2 separate regions of the Gossypium arboreum genome follow, and region 2 is linked to region 1. Evidence: chromatin contacts called from public Hi-C data. All regions are on one chromosome and are shown on one strand. The core of a region is the stretch at or near the end of the contact, and the rest is flanking DNA. Distances in the headings are between cores, read along the strand shown. Region 1 holds the start of LOC108473378 (DNA-directed RNA polymerase 2B, chloroplastic/mitochondrial-like). Region 2 holds the start of LOC108474138 (pyridoxal kinase).

What was found. Hi-C and Micro-C count contacts between places; a contact is called where the count stands out from the background.
Region 2: a contact with region 1 is called in a Hi-C map of leaf, with 3 times the contacts expected there. The contact joins the promoter of LOC108474138 here to the promoter of LOC108473378 in region 1. A contact is called at or near these places in 2 of 5 Hi-C or Micro-C datasets (both in leaf).

What each region holds. Positions count from the first base shown.
Region 1 is chr11:21,641,979-21,647,232 of ASM2569848v2, reverse strand. LOC108473378 (DNA-directed RNA polymerase 2B, chloroplastic/mitochondrial-like) reads right to left here and starts at 2,422. Exons shown (of 19, transcript XM_017774899.2): 1 at 1,150-2,422; 2 at 1-131. The coding sequence starts at 1,166.
Region 2 is chr11:21,865,832-21,871,144 of ASM2569848v2, reverse strand. LOC108474138 (pyridoxal kinase) reads left to right here and starts at 3,169. Exons shown (of 13, transcript XM_017776058.2): 1 at 3,169-3,610; 2 at 3,952-4,086; 3 at 4,632-4,725; 4 at 4,881-4,985. The coding sequence starts at 4,006.

The DNA.
Region 1 (5,254 bases), core at 1,173-3,672:
TCTTTATCAAATTGGTCACCTTTTTCCTTAACCTCTCTTGTTCCTTAATTGCCGCATTGGATTCACTTCCTCCATCTTCATCCTCTTTATCAACCTTTTTTTTCCTTGTATTCTCCAAGAAATTGCGTATTCTAACCTAACAATGATAGAAATGCTTACGAATTAATGCCAAATTTCAAGAAAAAATGGGGCTGGTCAGGATTAAGAGAAGCAGGTCCAAGGAAAGCAGCACCATCAAGTGTCACCAAAATGAAGATAAAACAAAGAAAAGAAAGAAACTGCCATGGAAAAATGGTGCATTGGAGTCCAAGTCTCCTATAACTTGCATTGACCAATAAATGATGCATGTATATGGATTTAAGTAACATTAAAAAATATTTCAAAAAAATAAGAGAGTGAGAGGAAATGGAATCATGTCTGATAAGGAATACAAAATGTGCAATGAATTGAAAATCATGGGCAAAGGAATGATGTAACAATATAGAATGTCCAGTTTTGAAGAAAAAAATGCAGGATCGTAGTTTGGCATGCCTAATCATCTTATCAAGATAATGGACAATAAAAATAAAAATAAAAACACATATAGTGTATTTGTTAGATAGAAAATGGTCATTCTTAGAATCAGTAGACTTCAAATTCAAAATAACCCAACCATGCCAAACATACAGGTTTAAATATCTTCATCTTAACCAAAGGTTTAAACAAACAAAATATAAGCACCCTTCTCCCGTTCGGGAAAAAAATAGCTTAAATATCTATTGTTTGCAATGCCACAATATTTAAGGTCCATTCGCAACTTCAATTGAACTAGTGTTCAAGTTGTCAGCATTCTTCAGCTTTAGGTTTGTCATTCTAACAACTCATGCTTCATTCTTCATTTGGGAAAAAGGAGAAAAAGTTCGGATTCTATTTTCCCTCTCAGTGTCTATTATGTATATATGAGTTTACTTTCTAATGCCAATACTTCCAAGATCTAACCTGAAATAACTATAACAACAGGACATGAATTTGTGCAACAGAACATGTGGTGATGCATTATCTAAAACATGAAACAATAGGCTTTCCATCAACTATGTAATTCTCAAATAAAACCAAATACAATGACATATTAAACAAATATAGAGAAAAGTAGCAGTCCATCTCTCCCACCTCCTGCTCAATGGCATCACCTATCAGGCAAGCAGCCTGCACAACCCGAGCACATCCATGTTCCCCTCCAGTCATCAGCAGCCCCATCAACTTATGCATTGTGATGACTGCCGCCATATCAGCTGGCAACTGGTCCAAGTAAGCTGCATAACCGGCCCTAAGTTTCCCTGACCTATACAACTCTTGTTCCTTAATAATAACATCACGAAAAGGCTCGAACCAACCAAGAAACAAAGACTTCATATATGGCAAATTGGGTGCCAATTTTTGCTCACACATATCCTTCAAAAGTTCCCTATACTCATTTGCAGCTTGTTCCCATGCTTCAGTTTCAATCTTCACTTGCCTGCTTTTCAACATTCGGTACTTGTTTCCCCCCATTCCTGTCTCCTGTATTTGAAGAATTTTACGCCTATTTATATTCTCTCTCCTATGTTCTTTCTTCATTTCATTCAACAACTCCTTAATTTCTTCAACAGCAGATACGTCATCTTCAACATCAGTCGACGAAGCCACCTCTGCCACACTAGCATATCCATTTGGGCACAATCCTCTAAGTCTGCACCCAATCTCATTCCTCAAAAGCCCAAAATTTGGCTTCCCCATACAGTCCTCATTACCTAAAACCTCACCTATTTTTCTACCACCCATATCAAGAAACCCTAAGCTGGAGCAAAAAGACCCAAACTTCAATTTCTCCAGAAAAACTGAATCCCGAGTAACACCCAGAAAGCTATAAGTTCTAGGAAACCATTGAGAACAACGGGTTCTTGAAATGGCATGTTTAGCTATGTTTCTCCACATAATTCTGGAAATCCTTGGAGGGTTTTGGTAAAGAGTCGTGGGTTTATTATTATGAAAGGGATTAGAGTAATGGAATTTGTATAAAAGATTAGAAGAAATTAATGGGGTTTCGGGGATGGACATCAAATTATTGAAGAATGAACGGTGAAACTGAAAATGAAGTGGGATTTTGGGATTGGGATTGGGATTGGGCAGGTTTTAGGACAAAGGAAAATAAGTTTGGTAAAGGAATATTTGAAGAAGAGGATGAATTCATGGAGGAAGGGAAGTAGTAGCCGCCTTAAACCCTGCTTAAAACCTTGTATGATTGTAATGTTGTATTTTGTAGCTTAGTTTTTGCTCTCAGTTGCCCTGTGGGCTGTGGCAGTGAAACGAAAGGTAGAGAACTGTAATTTAATAAATCTGGGGGTCCTTGATGTGCAACGAGAAATGGAGAAAATTAAAGAAGCCCAAGTTTTTGCATTGAAGCCTGAAGGAATCAAGAAAACCCAACACCAACAACTCTTGGGTCTAAATAATGTTGAGTTTGGATCACAAAATTTATACCCAAGGATTGCCATGGATGCAAGCTGGCTATTACGTTCTGACTATCAATTTTCTTATTTTGAGCTATCAACAAGTGGTCAGTTATGTACATTTAAGGAGAAAAGATAAATTTTTATTTTGGAGATAGATTCCGAACATGAACAATATAACGGATTTGAAATATATTAAATTTGCACTAATAATTCTCAAATTTTACAAAACCTAAAAAACAAAAACATGATGTACTTTAAAACTCTAATATTTATTAAAAGTATAGTTTTATATTATGTATATTAAAGTAGAGCTTTCTATTATTTATACTTTTTATATTTATAAATATAAACTTTAAAGAAGTATTATAAACATCCTTCTTCATCCGGTGATTATTGAAACTGATTGTATGTTGGCAGTGGAAATAATTAATGATTGCTTGGGAAGTAAGCCATCGATGACTCTCGTCAAGAGAATAAATGAAGTATCTCGACAATTTGAATCTGATAAATTCCAGCTTGTGAAAAGAGAAGGAAGCATGGTTGTTGATTGACTAGCCAGAACATGTTCATCTATTGATGTTAATTTACATATTCTTGATGTTTCTACATTTCATGTTAGGAAATTACTTTTAGAAGATAAATTTGGTGTTCCGTATATAAGAATAAACTGATATAAGGCAATATGATGCATTCTCTTATTTATCAAAAAAATAATCCTTCTTCATCAATAAAATTTATCAAATGTTATAAAATAATCAAATAAAATAACACTAAAAAGTAAACAATAGATCAAATCAACAGATAATTTTCTCGTATATTATTTTCACTCAAGTAAGGGTTCTATTTATAAGTAATTGACGTTCAATGCAACACAAATAAATAAAGCTTATTTAACTGCTTCATTAACACATACATTAAACAACTTGCATATTTACTGTCATAATGAATGAGGGGGTTTTATCTCATAAATGAAAAGGTTAGAATATAAACATTCGCATTTATTTGTAACAGTCCCCTTTGGATGCCCATTAGAGAAAATTGTGCCTTATTAAAACCTTTATTAGGAAAAACCCTATGGGATAAAAAACTAATGAAGGAAAAAGAGTACACAATCTCCTATTACAAGTTACCTCATTAAAAACTTTTACCAGAAAAACCCAGTGGGACAAAACCTTGGTTAAAGGAAAAGAGTACAATGTGTTTTTTACTCCCCTAATGGAAATATCACATTACATCTTTCAGTTGATGCATTCCAATCTTACGTAGTAGTCTTTCAAACGTTGAAGTTGGCAATGTCTTTGTAAAAAGATCTGTTAAATTTATCACTAGAACGAATTTATTGAACTTCTATGTCCCCTTTCTTCTCAAGATCATGAGTGAAGAATAATTTTGGTAAAATATGCTTCGTTCTGTCACCTTTGATGCAACCACCCTTCAATTGAACTATACATGTTGCATTATCTTCGTATAAGATAGTTAACATCTTTTCCTGTAAAGGCAAATTACATATATTCTAGATATGTTGGGTTAATAACCTTAGCCAAACATACTCTAGGCTTGCCTCATGCATTACAATTATTTTAGCATAATTTAAAGAGGCAGCAGCTAATGTCTGCTTTGTTGAACGCCATGATATGATAGTACCTCTACATGTAAATAAATATCACATTTGAAATTGATCTTTTTGTGGATCTGATAAATATCTAGCATCAGCATAGCTGACGGATTTTGAATCATTTGAATAAAATAACCCTATATCAATGGTCCTTCTGAGATATCTAAATACGTGTTTAATTCCATTCCAATGTCTACGTGTTGGAGAAGAACTAAATCTAACTCAAAAGTTTACAGCGAAAGCTATATTAGGTATTGTGTTATTTGTAAGATACATCAATGCCCCTATGGCACTTAGATATGGTACCTCAGGACCAAGAAACTCTTCGTCATTCTCACAAAGGCGAAATTGATCTTTATACGCATTTAACGACCGTACAACCATCGGGATACTTAATAGAAGTGCTATAATACCCCATACCCGTACCTGAGACCGGGATAGGGTACGTGGCATTACCGAGATTTTCAGAATAATTTCAATTAATTTATATTATTTAGTATTCATTTTCATGTTTCATGTAACATCCTTTTCATATATTCAATTCAAAATATCATATAAAATATGATACAATACTTAAATTGTCATATTTACATGCTCATTTAGGATATACGAACCTACCTGACTAAATTGCAGAAATACCAAGATTTAGGGGCATATTGGTAATTTACCATTTTCCCAAATTTCACCCAATCTTAAATTGATAATTTCATTCAATTTATTAATTCAGATAATAAAACAATTCATTCCCTTCAATTTAGTCATTTTGACATTTTTACAAAATTGCCCCCTAAAGTTTTACTTTTATTCAATTTAGTCCATGAGCTTAAAACATGCAAATTAGCCATGCTAACTGAATATTCATTTATATTTTTCCTCCTCCTCCTCTCCATTCCACATCCTTAATGTATATAACACACTTATAAGCAACATTATCTATAATTTTTATTATTTACTTTTATGGATATTCAAGCTGTCCATCTGTGTCATAGTCACTAAATTATTTATATCTGGAGTTATAAAACTCCAAATTAAGATCCGCTAATTTTCCATGAAACTAGACTCATATATATTCTTACCATAAAATTTTTAGAATTTTTTGGTTTAGCCAATAAGTACAGTAAGTACAGTTTATTCTTTAAAGTTATCCCTATTCTGTTGTCTGACAGTT
Region 2 (5,313 bases), core at 1,920-4,419, 220 kb before region 1:
ACAAATTTTTTAAGAGCAACTAACATTTAGTTGATTACTTTTACGCATGAGCAGATAAATTAGGTGAGTCCACTTGTTTTTAAATTGAACAAAAATTTAAATTTTATTTTAAATTAGAGATTTAAAATTTAAATATAAAAATAGAAGTCGACTTGAACACAAGCCTTTCACCAATCTATTAATTTTGTATTTTAAAATGGATAGGTTTTGAATTACGATCAAAAACGTTCTAAGAGTTCATACTTTTCTCGTAAGTGGATATTTAAATAGATTTTGTAGTGTGTTAGAGTCGGGCAGTCAAATTATTAAGGGTTGCCTTTGAATTGGATTATTGAGAGTAAAAGTTTTAAGGTTACATATTTTCATTTAATCTCAACATTTTATTTTTAAAAATTTGATCTATTTATTTTTGGATTTAAAATTTAATATCATTAAAATTTTTCTATTAAATTTTCTATGGGCAACTCAATTTTAGTAATAAAATTTTGTATTAAAATGAAAGTCAATTTGGGTAGTGAACATTCTTTATCTCATATTCATATGCATTACAAATCAATATCGAATAATAAATCTAATAATTGAATTTGCAATATATAAATCCATGAAAATTAGATTGGATAATATCAAATGTTTAATTTTTGTTATACTATATATATTAGGGATGATCGTATTAGCTACAATTTATTTTAGATATATTATGATTCTGGTCACATTAACATACTTAAATTTGAACTTTAATCCCTATACTTTTATTTGGTATAATTTGCGTTAGGTATAAAGTGTCTTTAGTCATATTATGGATTTGGTCCCTTACTATGTATAAATTTAATATTTAGTTCCTATACTTTTTGAGGCAAAATTAGGTCTCTATACTATTATAACAACATTAGTTAATCTAAATAATTAACATTCTTAACTATTTCAGATAAAATGTCAATGCGGATTTAATCTTAAAAATACTCATTCAAACTCATGTTGATAAAATAATTTTTTGTTGAAATAATATTCTTAAAGAAAAATTGGTGTTAGTACTTTAATTGTTAACAATATTGGTGGTTTAGCCTACTAATGGCATTATTAAAATATAGATATCAAACTATATCAAAATTGAAATATAGAGATTAAAATTTAAATTTTAACAAAACTGAAATTTAACCATTGTATTATAATGTAAAAAAAAAATAAAGCAAACACAAAGGTAGATTAACACTTGTCAAAAGGTAAATACTTTGGACTAGGGGTGAGTATTCGATCGAGTCGAGTCAAATCGAATAAAAAATTTTCGAGTTAGTTGAGTTGACAAATTCTATTTTAGCAACGGAACTCAATTTGATTTTTTTTTGAATTGAATCAAATTGAGTCAAAATTTTTTTGAGTCAAATCAAGTCGAGTTAATGAATCCTATTATTTATAGTTAATGTTGCGTTTAGATGAACCGATTATTTAACTAGCAGACAAAACACAAGATTATTTAACTATATGAAAAATATAATGATTTAGTCTTTTAACTTAATGGGTAAACATTTATCAAAACGACATAGTTTTGTCTTTTAACTTAATTATTTTTAATTTTAACTTTTTAAAAAGTAAACATTTATCAAAGTGACGTAGTTTTGTCTTTTCTTATTCAGATTTTCGTATAACTCAAATTGTGTAATTCATATTCGAGTTAAACTAAAAAACTTAATTTTTTATTCGAGTTGACCTAAATAGCTTGATTAACTCAAATAACTCGAACTATTTAATTCAAAATTTAAAATTTTTTATCGAGTTTTTTGAATCGAATCGGATTTTGCTCACCTCTACTTTGGACATTACTTTAAGCTATGTGGTGCAAGGTAATCAATTCTGTTTCGGTATCATTTGTATTAGTTGAAATATTTTGTTTTAGTAGTAAACTTGAACAACAAATTTTAGATTTCTTTTTTGTGTAAATTCTAATTAATCTTGAGCGGTCCAATGCATACTAATTGATTTTACCTATACCAATCGGTAAAAAATAAAATTTGAAATATAAATATAAATGTAAAAATAAAATTTTTATTATTTATTTTAGATTTTTATACAAATTTAAATTTTAAATGACAAATTGTTATTGAAATGATTTTATTATTTAATTTACGAAATAATTTTTCCTTGTTTATTTTAAGTTTGTTTAATCTTATATAGTGAAGTTTTTGAAAAGTATTTTATATAATTAATGAGCATAAGATTTATTTAATTTAATTTTGATATTTATAAAAATTTTTATATACATATATAATATATATATTTTAAAATATTGATAAATTTAAAATGATATGCTAAACAAACTGATATTAATACATACCAATATTAGATAAAATGGTACATTCACAAATATAATATTTATTATCTTGCCTAGGGTGATAAAATGAAAAAATATTTTTGGGTATTACTCGTGATTGGGTAAGGATCTTGATAATTTTTAAATTTTAAATTGAGTATTATGAATCGAGAAAATAATATTGGAAAAGTTTTAATTCTTATTTAGATGTTTTATTCAATTTAACTGTAAATTTAATTAAACTTTATATGATTATCAGATGATAAAAGTGTTAGATATATATTATTTTGATATTTATAGATCTGCCCTTACTTTTTCTAGCACCATCTGCCCTTACTTTTTCTAGCACCATGGAATCTCCACTATTTGTGAAATCCTCAACGATGTTGGAATCGATTTCAATGGTATCATGCATCAAAGTGATAGACATTCCTCTAGTACCCACATTTGAGCCAATAGACCCCTCACCCCTGACCCCATCTGTATATGTGTTTGTAGCCACCACCAGTTGCTGGACTTGTGTTCCCTAAATTAAATGCCGACGTGGGCTAAAAATACCGATGGATTTGTATCCAATAATTATTCCCATTATAACAAGGGCGGATCTCAAATCATGATAACTAATATGAGTTCTACTTGTCGGTCATACTCGGTTTACTAGCAATGAAAAACTTTCAATGTGGTAGCTTTTAATTTTTTATTTAATTAAAAATTTAAAATAATTTAGATAGCTTTTCCTTATCAAACTATGCTGTAAAAGTTGAATTCGTATATAATTATATTTTTTCATTAGATATTAATTATAATAGAGTTGTTTAATCTTTAAAATAGATGTAGTTAAACTCTTTTTATATTGTGTTTTTCAATAGAGTAAATTTCTCTTTCTTTACTCGTAAATTTTCAGATAAAATTTATATGTTTTGATTATTTTACTATTATAACATTATATTTGTTTCAAAAATAAGCCAAAGATACTTTGTAAAGTTTTATAAATTAAAAAAAAAAAATTACTAGTATTCACTGGGAAGTGAGAACCGAAAAAAAGAATCAGCTTCAACAATCCGTAATATTTTTAATTTAAAAAACCCAACCTCCCTTGTCCTAAAATCTGATGTCGATCGGAAAAGGAAAAAAAAAAAACTCATATCAGGCCGGGACAGCTTGGAACTCGATGTCTTAGTAGAGTTTTTTTTCTTTTTCATCAGAGTTGACATTGGCGTCCAAATCGGTCTAGGAAGCTGTTTAAGTACATTGGCCCGGCGCTGTGGGTGCATTCTCTACGCTCGACCTTTTCTCGACTGTGCCGTAAGAATCCCAGTGGAGAAATTAATTCTCCCCCTAATCTTCCCAAAATGCCCTTGCTTTTTTTTCTTTGTCTTTCTTCTCTCTCAAATCTCTAGTACATGGACGGAAATAACTCTTCCCTTTACAACTTATTTTGCCTTTTTATGATTTTAATTTTTTCAAATAATTAATATAAACTAATTAATAAATATCTAATTTTGATTTGGGCATTTTATTTATGACAAAAACTCAATATTTCACTGCAAAGATAATAATAAATTCATTGGAAAATTTTAATTTATTTAATTTATAATTTATCCTTTTTTGTTTTAGTGATTTGTATGATGTTGAATTGATTTCAGAATTTATTGGACTTGTCAAAGATCGGAACAGTTTAGCTGTTTAGGAAGTCGGAAATGGCATCGCCTCCAATTTTATCCTTGGCTCTTCCATCAAATACCGGTAGAGTTCTCAGCATTCAATCCCACACAGTTCAGGTACTTCTTCTCCTTTTGTTCTACTCTTTGCACTTTTTTTTATTCTTTGTTTGGTTGTTGAAAATGTTTAAGGCAGTATGATAATCTTGATTCTGTTTTCAGCATGATTTGTTTTTTTTTTCATCTGCGTCAATGTCTGTGCATTAAGAGAATTACATTTGTTTTAGATTCGTACTATAAGTAGAAAATGCTCTGGCTTTGATCACTATCTGTCTTGTTGTAGCACTTAATATCTATCTAATAATTGTTTCAATCATCAAGAGCTGGGTACAAATTTTGTTTTATGTTCTTAATATATCGTGAATTACCTGTACACTGAAATATTCTTATCTATCTTTGAAAACATTTGGAATAAATTCTTGTTTTCTCCATTTTAACAATTAAAGGATCCTTGGAAGTTTACAAGTGAAGTAATTGTATGATTGGTTTTACCTTCACCTAATTTCCTCGTGGAAAAAAAAAAAGCATTTCTATATTACTCTTTTGCTATTAAGTTCTGTTGTTATTCTAACTTAATTTCTTCTCTTTTTTTTTTTCCTCCTTAGGGATATGTTGGTAACAAGTCAGCAGTTTTTCCTCTTCAACTATTAGGATATGATGTGGATCCAATCAATTCAGTACAGTTTTCAAATCATACAGGCAAGCTGCTTATACTACTACTGGGAAAGTCTCAGAGTACTGAGACCTGATATATGGAGTGCTGTCAGCTGTAAATTTGTATAAGTTTGGGTTTGGTGTTCTGACCAAAATACAGCATCTTCTAGCATAGTTTAATCTATCTGAAATTTGTGCAGGGTACCCAACTTTTAAGGGTCAAGTTCTAAACGGGCAACAATTATTGGATTTAATAGAAGGCCTTGAAGCAAATAATTTATTGTACTACACCCATTTACTAACAGGTATTTTATTTCTGGTTGCTCTTTGACGATGACAGCTTCTCCGTGATATAAAATTCTCTAGATTGTTATAATATTCATCTATGAGGGGGAAAACAGGATTGTTATACAATATTTAAAAGGAAAAGGAACATATAGCATTATTTACAAAGAAGAGAAATTCTCTTCTGTGTTAAATGAGTGGTTCTCTCTGGAATTATCTACCCACTATAGAGAAAGGAAACAAAATAAGTAAATAAGACATCCTATGTTGTGTATTTAGCAAATTGTGTCACAAAAAGGTATTCACTAGGATGCTTCTGTAGTGGATTTTGTTTTTTTTTTTCATTCT